2 separate regions of the Pan troglodytes genome follow, and region 1 is linked to region 2. A link is a contact called in public Hi-C data. All regions are on one chromosome and are shown on one strand. The core of a region is the stretch at or near the end of the contact, and the rest is flanking DNA. Distances in the headings are between cores, read along the strand shown.

What was found. A called contact is a pair of places that touch in the nucleus more often than the background predicts.
Region 1: a Hi-C map of induced pluripotent stem cells shows a contact between it and region 2, with 3 times the contacts expected there. The contact joins two enhancer-like sites. A contact is called at or near these places in 3 of 7 Hi-C or Micro-C datasets (induced pluripotent stem cells and stem cell-derived neural progenitor cells).

What each region holds. Positions count from the first base shown.
Region 1 is chr5:50,526,706-50,532,154 of NHGRI_mPanTro3-v2.0_pri, reverse strand. No RefSeq gene overlaps it. Among named protein-coding and RNA genes, the nearest start is that of CDC5L, 250 kb to the right of the region's middle. Within about 2 kb of position 2,719, at least 2 of the 24 cell types and tissues checked have an H3K27ac peak or open chromatin away from gene starts, as enhancers often do. A contact at or near this core is called in induced pluripotent stem cells, where this site is marked.
Region 2 is chr5:50,371,052-50,376,159 of NHGRI_mPanTro3-v2.0_pri, reverse strand. No RefSeq gene overlaps it. Among named protein-coding and RNA genes, the nearest start is that of CDC5L, 89 kb to the right of the region's middle. Within about 2 kb of position 3,744, at least 6 of the 24 cell types and tissues checked have an H3K27ac peak or open chromatin away from gene starts, as enhancers often do. A contact at or near this core is called in induced pluripotent stem cells, where this site is marked.

The sequences.
Region 1 (5,449 bases), core at 1,470-3,969, 160 kb before region 2:
TCAAACTAAGCCCCATAAGCTGAATCCAGCCTGCCACCTGTTTTTAAATAGCCTATAAGCTAAGAATGGCTTCCCCATTTTCAAATGGTTGAAATAAAATGAAAAGAAGAACAATATTTCATGACCCATGAAAATTACATGAAATCTACATTTCAATGCCCACAAATAAAGTTTTATCGGAACACAGCCATGTCCATTCATTCCCATATAGTCTACGGCTGCTTTTGCACTGCAACAGCAGAGTTCAACGCATGTGACAGAGACCATGGGGTTCACAAAGCCAGCAATATTCACTTTCCAGCCCTTCACAGAAAGAGTTTGCCAGTCTCTCTGCTCTCCAGCCTTGGTGAGAAGATACAACAAGAAGTTGGCCATCTGCAACCAGTAAGAAGACCTTCACCAGAACCTGACCGTGCTGGTACCTGACCTCAGCCTTCCAGCCTCCAGAGCTGGGAGAGATACCTTTCTGTTGTTTATAAGCCAAAAAAATACAGAAAGAAAAAGAAAAAGTTTGCCAACCCCTAATCTAAGTGATAAAAGGTGAACTATATATATATATAGTTTATATATATATAATTCCTTTCATAGAATACTCCCATAAAAATTATGCATGTTATGTAATATATATTAATTTTTATGTATGTAAATTAACAGAAGAGGTGTCAGAGGCTGCACCCTAAACTGTTAACAATGTTTCCCTACGAAAGAGGAGCAGAACTGGAGAGTGGTAGATAGGAGATGTTTTATTATTTATGCCTATATTTGTTTCATTTGGATACTGAATATATATATTTATGTTCTTGTTATTTGTGGTAGCAATATTCTATAAAATCAGCACAAGCACTGGAATAGCAAATACTGAACCATTGCTTCCAGGGGAAATACAAGGTTAGGCCCCTGTGAGTCTCTGGTCACAACATTTTGTCAACGGATCAATACATAACCTTGTTTCAGTGTGTTTCTGTTTAAAGACGTCTTACTTTCTGTAAGACACATCACAGCCTTCTCTGGCGCAGGAACACAGACAGCTCGTCAGTGCTATGTTTAGGGGCCATTTTAAACAGTGAAGTCACCAACGAAAAGCACAAAAATGTGAAAAATGTGGCACTAAATAGACCACAGAAAGAACTCTTATTTACAGTTTGAGAGCTGGAACAGAAAGCAGAGCTTCACCTTGTTTGTCCCCAGCTGGAAATGCACCCACCGGTTAGGTGACTCAAATGTTTCGCTACTCTGCCCATGTCCGAGAATGACTGCAAAAGCACCACATGTGCTGATTTGGGGGTTACAAATACATTTTTGTGAGTAGCCAAATTTGCAAGTACAGAATTATCAAATAATGAGGATCAACTGTACGTTTATATATGTGAGACATATATATATATATACACACACACAGTTTCTATACTTAATAAAAATATGTATAATGTTTGCCCTTGACCATGCACGGAGCTGCCTCCAAAGTTGTCTTTTGGGCAGCATGCAGAGGGTCTCTAACCAATGCCTCTGACAGGCAGACATGGTCGAAATGTTCATTTTTGCATGAGTGAGTCAACTTTTCAACAGGACCTCCATAGGGCAGAGACAGCAGCAAAGCAGAGAACATGTTAAGCCTTCCTCACACAGCGTCCTATCATCCAATGGCTGACTTCTTGGGTGTCTATGAACACTTTCTGCAAAGCCACATGGCCATCTGTGAGGCACGAAAATGCTGGCAACACACACAGGCCAGCCAGAGGCATATGATGAAGAGCTTGCCTCTCCTCACTACGGCGTCCTTTTCTTCATTTATACCACTCATTAATTCACACCATTCATTCGCGCAGCCAATGCATTCATTCTCCTCCTGCATTCTCTCCATCAATCCTTAACCAGGGCAGGTTTGAGAGGCACGGTGGCTTCTCTGCTTTGTTCTTCCCTTCCCTGGCACCACAGCCTTCCAAGGCTGAGTTGGAGCCATGACCATTATTTGAACAGCTTGACGGGAATTAGTTCCTGAATGGATACCCGACTGGCCACGTCACAGGAGTCCGCTGGCATGGAGTGAGCAATTTGAGTGGGATCCTGGCCAGTGGATGGTATGAACCCCCCACTCTCCACTCCCCTTCCCAACCTTCTCCCAGAGCTGCCAGCCCCACCCAGGGGCCAGGCATGGCTGGACGGGAAAGAGCACCAGACAGGGTGGGGTGAAGGGAGCCTGCAAGGCTGCTGGAGAGAGGGTTTTGTGCTCCAGGCAATATTGTTTCCAGGTTGAAATGCCACTTTTAGCTCTTCTTCTAAAATGAAAAATATAAATTCAGCACCACACATAGCACCAAATTATGCACATTCATCTATACTGTCTAACAGGTTTTTAATATCTTAGGCTTATCTCCACCTAGCTTTTCAAGAGTGCTGTGAGTTGAACGGCATCTTCCTACCATCCCCACCCTCCTATGGAGCTTATAGGATAGGTAAAAGGGACAGAGGAAAAATCAGAACCGCTCATCAGGTACAGTTGGAACTGAGCTCAAGGCAATCAAACAGGAAAAGAGACACACCCAGACCCACATTAAATTAACTCTCATCCTGATCTGAAGGCATCAGAAGAATACTCAGACCATGGAGGTAAGGATGTGGGTCCAGTCCTCCCAGCAAGCTGGACCCGCCCCGGCCCCCGCCCAAGCTTGGGGCTCATACAAAGCTCTGTTGCCATCTTGTGGTCAGCAGGGGTGAGCTTCTGAGCTCTGGCAACTTCAGGCTTTTCTCAGCGGGCTCCTGAGGGCTCTGGGGAACACAGCCCTTCCCTAGGCTGCTAGACATGTCTCCTGGGAGGCTGGGCCCTGTGTAGCTGCAGCAGAGTCTTCTCTGGGCCCCTGTCCCTCTGTCAAACTTCAGGTTTGTCCTGGCCTCACCATCCAACCCCCTATGATCCCTTCCAGCTCTTACATGCTATGTATGTAGTCACTATTTTGTTTAAGGCACTGTAGGGGACCAGGAGCAGCTTCTCCCCGCAGGGCACTGGGCATGGAATGTGCTCTGAACGGGCCTGAGTGGGGAGGAACCCCATGGCCCTTCCTCAGGGCATTTCCCAGTTCCTCCATCTTAGTGAGCAAGGGGGCCTGCAGAGGAAAATGGCTTTTTGTGCCTTGCCTCCATTACATTAAGACAGAATACAGCCTTTCCACATGTGGCCAGAGGGCCCAGGCACAGAAGACCTGGAAGAGGGGAGAGAAAGAGAGAGAGAGAGAGAGAGAGGGAGGGAGAGAGAGAGAGGGAGGGAGGGAGGGAGAGAGAAAGAGATGCATGTGCTGCATGTGTGTTTCTGGGCTTGCATGTTTCTCTGTCTTTTTCCATACTAGAAGAGACAGGCTGCAGACAAGACCTGTAGAAGGAGGGAGGGGGACAGAGGAGCTCCTGGGCTGCCGGCCTCAGAGGAAGCTGAAGTGCTGCCTTATCTTCGTGAAAAGTGAGGCCAGGCCTTGAGAAATGATCAGTTCCGCTTCCCAAGGGCTCCCTCCGGACTGAAATCGGCAGCCTCAAGGCCGCGGTTTCAGCTCCAGGTGAAACTTGCATTGTCTGTGACAGCAGAGTACAGAAGCCCACCGTGTCTCCCCAGCACCCCAGCAGACCCTGTTCCTTCTAGAATACCCCTGCTCACCCACCCCTCTGGTCTGCCCCTGGCCTGGAGGACAGGCTCCAACCCCATCCTCACCCTTCCTGTCTCAGGCTCCAGCCAGGCAGGCTTCACCCCTCTGACTGTCCCTGACCAGCTGTCCCAGGGCTCCTGGAGAGACCTGGCACACAAGCTCAGGTGGGCTTCGATATGTGCTCCCTTTCAGATCTAGGAAGCCCAGCCCCAATGTGTCAAGCGGGGCAGTGATTGATAACCCCGGGAAAATTTGTTTTTCTTATTTTCCAGAGGAAATGTTGCCAAGACCAACCTAGAACAGGGTGAGATGGGAGGAGAGGGAGAGGGTACCAAGGGGCTGGAGTTGTCATCATTCCTCTCTGGGGGAAAACAAGCCCAATCTGGCTAGCCTAGCTGGTCTCTAGGAGCACTGAAAATAGTACATGAAATTTCTCCTTGTGAAGGATAAGGCAGGATTACTATGTCCATTTTACAGAGGAGAAAACTGAGGCACGAGGTATTTATAGGCATATATTTTATACATACATATATATGTCTATTTTGCCTTGCTACTGTTCCATCATCTTCCATGATCCCCAACAGCTCTGAGAGGCAGAAAGGCCAGGCTGACAGTGTCTCAGCCCACAAAAGAGGCTCTGCTACAACAGGGCTCCCTTGTTTCTGGCTGGAAAAGCTGTTAGTTGCTTGGCTGCTTTCATTTCCAACCCACCTTCCCCCACCTTCCTAGCAGAGTCCAGTCTGGGCCTGGGCCTGACCCTCCTATGTGACACCTGTGCCTCGTGGGAATCCAATCCCAGCAGTTAGAGTCACTCAAACCTCCTTGGTTGGGTGGGGTTCAGAACTCTGGGCAAGCCAAGGGCAGAAGATGTTAGCCTAGTGGCTCCAATTGTCCAGTTCGTGGCTTCAGTTGACCCATTCAGACCAAAAGGAAAATGTTTTCCTCTCTTTCTCCCTGGACATGACCAAAGAAGCAACTGCCTGAGTTGCTGCCAGCAGCTATCTTGCAGCCATGAGGGAAGTCAGCCTAAGGACAAAGAACTAGAAGGGGGCAGAGCAGACAAGGTCACAGGAAAACAGAATTGGCACCCTGATCAAACCCTACCTGAAGCCCTAACTCTGGGCTACTTTGAGATGATCTAATGCACTCCTTACGATTTTAGTCAGTTAGTATTGACTTTTCTCTTTCTTGTATCTAAAAGCATCCTAATGGGCACATTTGGATGGATGCACCTTTCCCCACTTCTGCTGTAAGAATTCCCTTTGCCTTCCTCCAGCCCCTGTCAGAGCCAAGTCAGCACACATTAAACGGGCCAGGGCAGACTAAATGTGTCCTCTGGACACTGCAAATGTCTCTTGTGGTATCTTAAGACTTTAAAAACTGTACAGGGAGCTGTGGCTTAGCTCAGTCCTGCTTCCCATTAGGATAAACACACCCCTCAGTGTAGGGACCCATGTACAGCTCCAGAAATAGCCTGCCCACCAGAGAAAATGCACTTTATTTGACAGGCTTCCCACAGCCATGTCATTATCATATAATCTCTTTTATCCACCCCTTTTCCCTGCCCGGAACTCAAATTGCATCTTTAAAATGTCTAAGTAGCAGTTTGGTGATCTTCAGCGATGCTATACTTGATTCTGAGCTGGGAAAATCAGCGTCAAAGGAGAAGTCTGGGTGAGGGGCGAGAGGAGTGTTTTACATCCAATTATTTTTCTTTGAAGAAAGAAGAGTTGAAAATACATCACAATGTACATTTCAATGTCCACGGTTCCGCTTTCATCCTTGAAATCCGCCCTCACAGACCTGGCCTGAGCACCTAC
Region 2 (5,108 bases), core at 2,495-4,994:
TGGGTGATGAAATAATCTGTACCACAGATCCCCATGACACAAGTTTACCTGTGTAAGAAACCTTCAGATGTACCCCCCTGAACTTAAAATAAACATTAGAAAAAAGAAAAGAAGAAATGGGTATCACCACATTAGTCTTCCCTCTTTCCATGGTGGAGGTGGGAGATTGATCAGAAGCCTCAAACAAGAAGCAAAAGGAGACCAAAGTCAGAACAGTGGTTGTTTGGTGGGGGTGGGAATGGCCTGGGAGAGGGGCAGAGGGAACCCTCTGGGCTGAACGTAAAGGCACTAGATCTTGACTGGGGTTCCTCCGAGTTCCTCTGGCATATGCGTTGTCAAAATTGATCAAGCTATACATTTAAGATCAATGCATTCCACTGTATGTAAATTACACCCCGGTTTTTAAAAATGAGAAGTAAAACGAAAGCGCTGAACAAATGAAAGCTACTTCTGCCATAAAGGAGGCTTTATTGGCCTGCTGTGAACAGAACACTCTCAAGTAAATAAAGTCTCACTTTGCCCTCGGATAGGAGATTATTTTGAAGTTCAGGTTCAATAGTTTCAGAAAACACATATGTTTGTGTCTAGTTCGAACTGGTTTGGTAGGTATTTAAGAAAAAACATTAGTTCAATTCAGAGTTCAGTCAAAAAATAATAATATTTGGATTCGGTTTCGGGTTCAGTGAATCAGGGCAGTGTTTTCCAATTTGGGGGTCACGGTTCGGTTCAGTTCAAGTTCTTGTTAGAACAGCCCAGCATGGGGCTTGGCCCCTGGGACACAGCCAGCCTGGCCCACCAGCCATTGTCCACACACTCCCATCCCTTCCCGATCAGCAGCAGTCAAGGGGGCCCTTTCCAGCCTCTTTCCTGCACCTCCCAAAAGGAGAAACCAGAACTTAAGAGGAAAAGAAAATAGTTAAATTTTTTGGCAAATCAAACCTCGATCTGTACTCTTGCACACGTGGGTGAGGCAAGACTTGGCCCCTCAGATGCTGCCACCCACCAGGAGGAAGAGTAAATAATCAAGGCATTGGGGCAGTTTACGCCCTGGGCCCTGGGTGGGTGGGGGCTGCTATACCCTTTTGCAGGTGGAGGAACTAAGGGAGGGGGTGTGATTCATCCAGTGCCTCAGTCAGGGGTGGAGACTGTGCTCATACCCAGGTGTGCACAAGCAGTGGGCACGGTATGAGAAGTCCTCCCAGACCACCCCAAGCACAGCAGCAGCGGCTTACTCTTCCCAACCCCCCACTGCACCCTCTGTCCCCAGTTAGTCCCAGCAGACACATGTGTGTGGTCATGACTTCCCTTTTTAGCCTTGGCATTTCTGCTTAAGAGTAAGGCTCCAACTTCTGTTTCCAAGATTCCCAGCAGAAGCTGGCACAATGGGCAGAAGACAGAGCTCAGAACTATTGCTGGAGGCTTCTGGGAATATCATTGATGTGGTATGGAAATAAGCCTCTAGAGGAGCCTACGAAAAGGAAGGTTACCTCCCACCTGGCTCTCCCTTGCTGCCCTCTTCCCTCCAGCCTGGCACATAGCTCCCTGAGCCTCAAATACAGAACAGCCTACAGAAGACCAGGCCTTTAACTCTGGCCCCTGCCCACCTCATCTCCTGCTGTCCCCACCTTGCACCCTACTCTCTAGTCAATGGGGAAGTTTTATGCCCCTGTGCATTTGCACGTTACATTTCTTCACCCAATGCACTTGTCCTCCTTATCCTCCTGTATAGCTTCTCCTGGATGCTTCCTAGGAAGAGTTGACCACTCTGAGCACAGAAGGGACCAGATGGGGAGGGCATCACCCAGGTCTCAGGTACCTCCTGCTTCCCGCCTGCAAAAGAGTTATCAGTCCTTGATACAAACAGCCTCTGCTGGCAGGACCGTCATGTACAGTTGTGCAGTTTATGCACTGCACAAATGTGTCCAGCTAAGAGGGTTAGCGGGGACTGAACTCCACTTGCAAAGCTGTGCTGCTGAAGGTTGTGCCCATCCAGAGAGGGCTCTTTTTCCTAATTCTCCCTGTCAAGGGAGCAGCAGCCTTGCCCAGCAGACATGTGCAGATCCTAGGAGGAGGCATTTGGTGCCTTGACCAGCCGTCTTGATAAGCTTGTCACTCATCCTCACTGCAGTGACTTGCAGAAAGGCCTGTCTGCTGCTGGGCTGGTTGCTTTCTTCCACAGGCCCTGGAGGGCTGGGGCTTCTCTCTGTAATAGTAGCCCTGAGCACAGCATCCAGCCTGCCAGCTGCCTGGCTGCTACAAGAGCTGATTTTACCCAATGAATCGAGGACCTGACGAATCCTTTCATTTTGGCTTCCATGCTCAGGCTGAATGTCCATCCAGCATCTGTCAGAAGCTGACACCATTTCATGGCCCCCTGTGGAAGTGGCCGATGCTGTCCCTGGCCACCTGGCAAAGGGAGACTGGGTGAACTCCTACCAGCATCTGCTTCTGCCTACATAGCCCCCACCCCGGCCAGCCAGACACCGCCAGGTCCTCGGCTCACCAGGCTTAGGGGTTTGGTTCTTGTCCTAAAAGATATTTTAGATAAGCGTCTGGGCCGTGGAGGAGGCACGTGCAGGTATCGGGGCCTTCTTGACGGTGGTATCCCCCTTCCAGGCCCTGTCAGCCTGGCTGTGCCCCCTCAGCCTGGCCCAGTGTGTGCTTTTCTGCTACCTGTGCTCTGACCATGGGGTCCTAAAAGTCCCCACATCCCTTGTTTCTGATGTGCTGCTCCCCTCAGACCTCCATGCCCTCAAGGGACTCCTGGGCTGCTGCCCCAGTTCAGGCGACCACCACAGCACACAGCATAATTGTCCATGCCCGTGGCCCACAGCTGCCTACCATTTGGGCATCACAGATTCATGCCTGTGAATGCCACTTCTCATCTCTCAACCTCAGAGGCATCCAGGAGAAACAGCATAGGTCAGGTGGTCCTAAATTCAAATGTCCACTCTTCCCTCCCCATCCAGAGAGTTTGGGCAGCTTGTTTAGCCTCTTCCAACCTTAGTTTCTCTTTACAATGGGGAGACAACACGACCAACAATGTGCATTAGGCAAAGTGATGTCTGAAAAGTGGCCGGTACCTAGCCCGAACGACCAACTCGTTGGGTTGCCCAGGATTTTCTGAGTTTAGCACCAAAGCTGTGCATCCAGGAACTCCTCAGTGATGAGCAAACTAGAACAGCTGGTCCGCCTACAGCCCCACACACGGGAGCCGCTTCCTCTTCACCCACCACTCAGAGGAGCAACTGACAACCTGGAGCAAGACCATCCGCGAAGCCTTCGGAGTGAGGAGAGGCGGCCAGGAAGGAGGATTCACCGTGCCAGACCCAGGCTGGGCCTCGCTTTGTAACACCTACCAACACCCCTTCAAGTTGCCCCATGTCCCTGCAGAAGTATGAAGTCCATAGGGCTGTGGGCCCCAGAGCTCCCAGGGCAAAGCCTGGCAGGCAGTGGGTGCCCAGGAGCCCCAGCTGCTGGGTGCTCCCACATGCCCTGGCCAGGCCAGTGAGGGGGGCGCAGCCCAGCAGGCCTCCATGGGGTCCTTTGGAGGGAAGGAGGAGAAGGGCTTTTACTCCTTTCCTTGGGCAGAAGTGCAGGTAAACAGGCTCCTAACCCTGCTGTAAGGTAAAGCCTGTGAAGCAGGAACAAAGCGGTTTGTTCTAGCTCACCGTGTCGCCACAGCCCGTGGCCGGCCGTCTCTGGGGCAGCAGAGACACCTGCTGGCCGCCGGATGCACCTTGCTCCAGATTCCCTGCGGGAGCCTCCTTGCCTGCAACCCTAAGGAAGCTCGGGACCTGGTCAGCTGCACAGGAGAGGCCAGTTCGCCCAACCCTGCAGCCCTGGGGGGCGTCGGCTACAGACAGCAGCTGGCTGGAGATGCTGCTGGAGCTGCGGGCTCTGGGTCCTTGGGGAGGGGAGGACAAGTGGCCGCTGCATCTGTCCTCTTTGGAGCGTGGGCCCCGCACAGCCTTCAAGAACTTGGAGGAAGAGGGACCTGGACAGAGCTGAGGGTGCAGGGAGCTAGACCAGCTTGCAGTGGCAAGCACCCTCTCCTAGATTTACCTATTTCCTCCCCTAAATGCTCCAAGAACACATCGTTTCCCCCATAACACTTCTTGATTCTAAGAACAATCACTTTCTCAGAATCTTCATTTTCTCTTTGTTTCAATCCTAGTACTAATAGCTGGTTTTCTCTTCAGTGCTTCCTCCAGAAGCAAATGTCTCTGCAGCTCATGAGCAGGATGGAACATGCCTGAAAGGTGGTACCATAAAAGTCTTATGGGGACAAGGGCACCCTGTCGTCAGCCACCTCCCTGGTGGCCAGCTGATCACTGCCCACACTCCAGCCTCAGACGAGCAGCTATTTAAAAACGAGGCCTCAGCAGAATCTCAGGCTCTCATATGCCTCAAAGTCCAAAGGTCTATGCTCTTCCTAGTAGACATCTGGGGAAATCGAGGCTGAGAGAAGTAGAACGGCTTGTCCCAGATCTCACAGCTGGCTCAGCCTCACCCTCTGTGCCTCCCACTGCTCTGTGCCTGCTTCAGGCTTCCAGAAGAAATCATGTATTGTGTTTGGGGATGCCTTGATATCAAAGGGAAAAACTGAATACAACATTAAATGTTTATCCATAGGGGGACTGATTACATAAATAATCTATACCCACCCACTGGAATGCTGTAAAATAGCACACTGGCCTTAGAATGGCCACTCCTCTGTTTATTTTGTGACTGTGAGCAGATTACCCACCCTCTCTGAGCCTCTGTTTCCTAATCAATAACGGGGTGATGCAGTAACATCCTTCTAAGGGTTTATCTGAGGCCCCCAGGACTTCATGACTTTACAGGATATTTATATATAATAACTCCTTTTTACACACACACACGCACACACAGATTACAAAACAATATATGTGCTTATTCTCAGTCAAGATTCTGAAAAACTTGGGGTGGGGTGACTTGAAAAGAGTTTACTTATAGGGTTTAAGGAAATCAACAAGGGAAGAAGGGCCAGTAACCATCCGCAGGGCTGAAGGGTAAAGGGAAGAGGTCATTATCGGAATCCAGAGAGGGAAAATGTGTGAAGGGGCCACCTGACAGGAGCTACG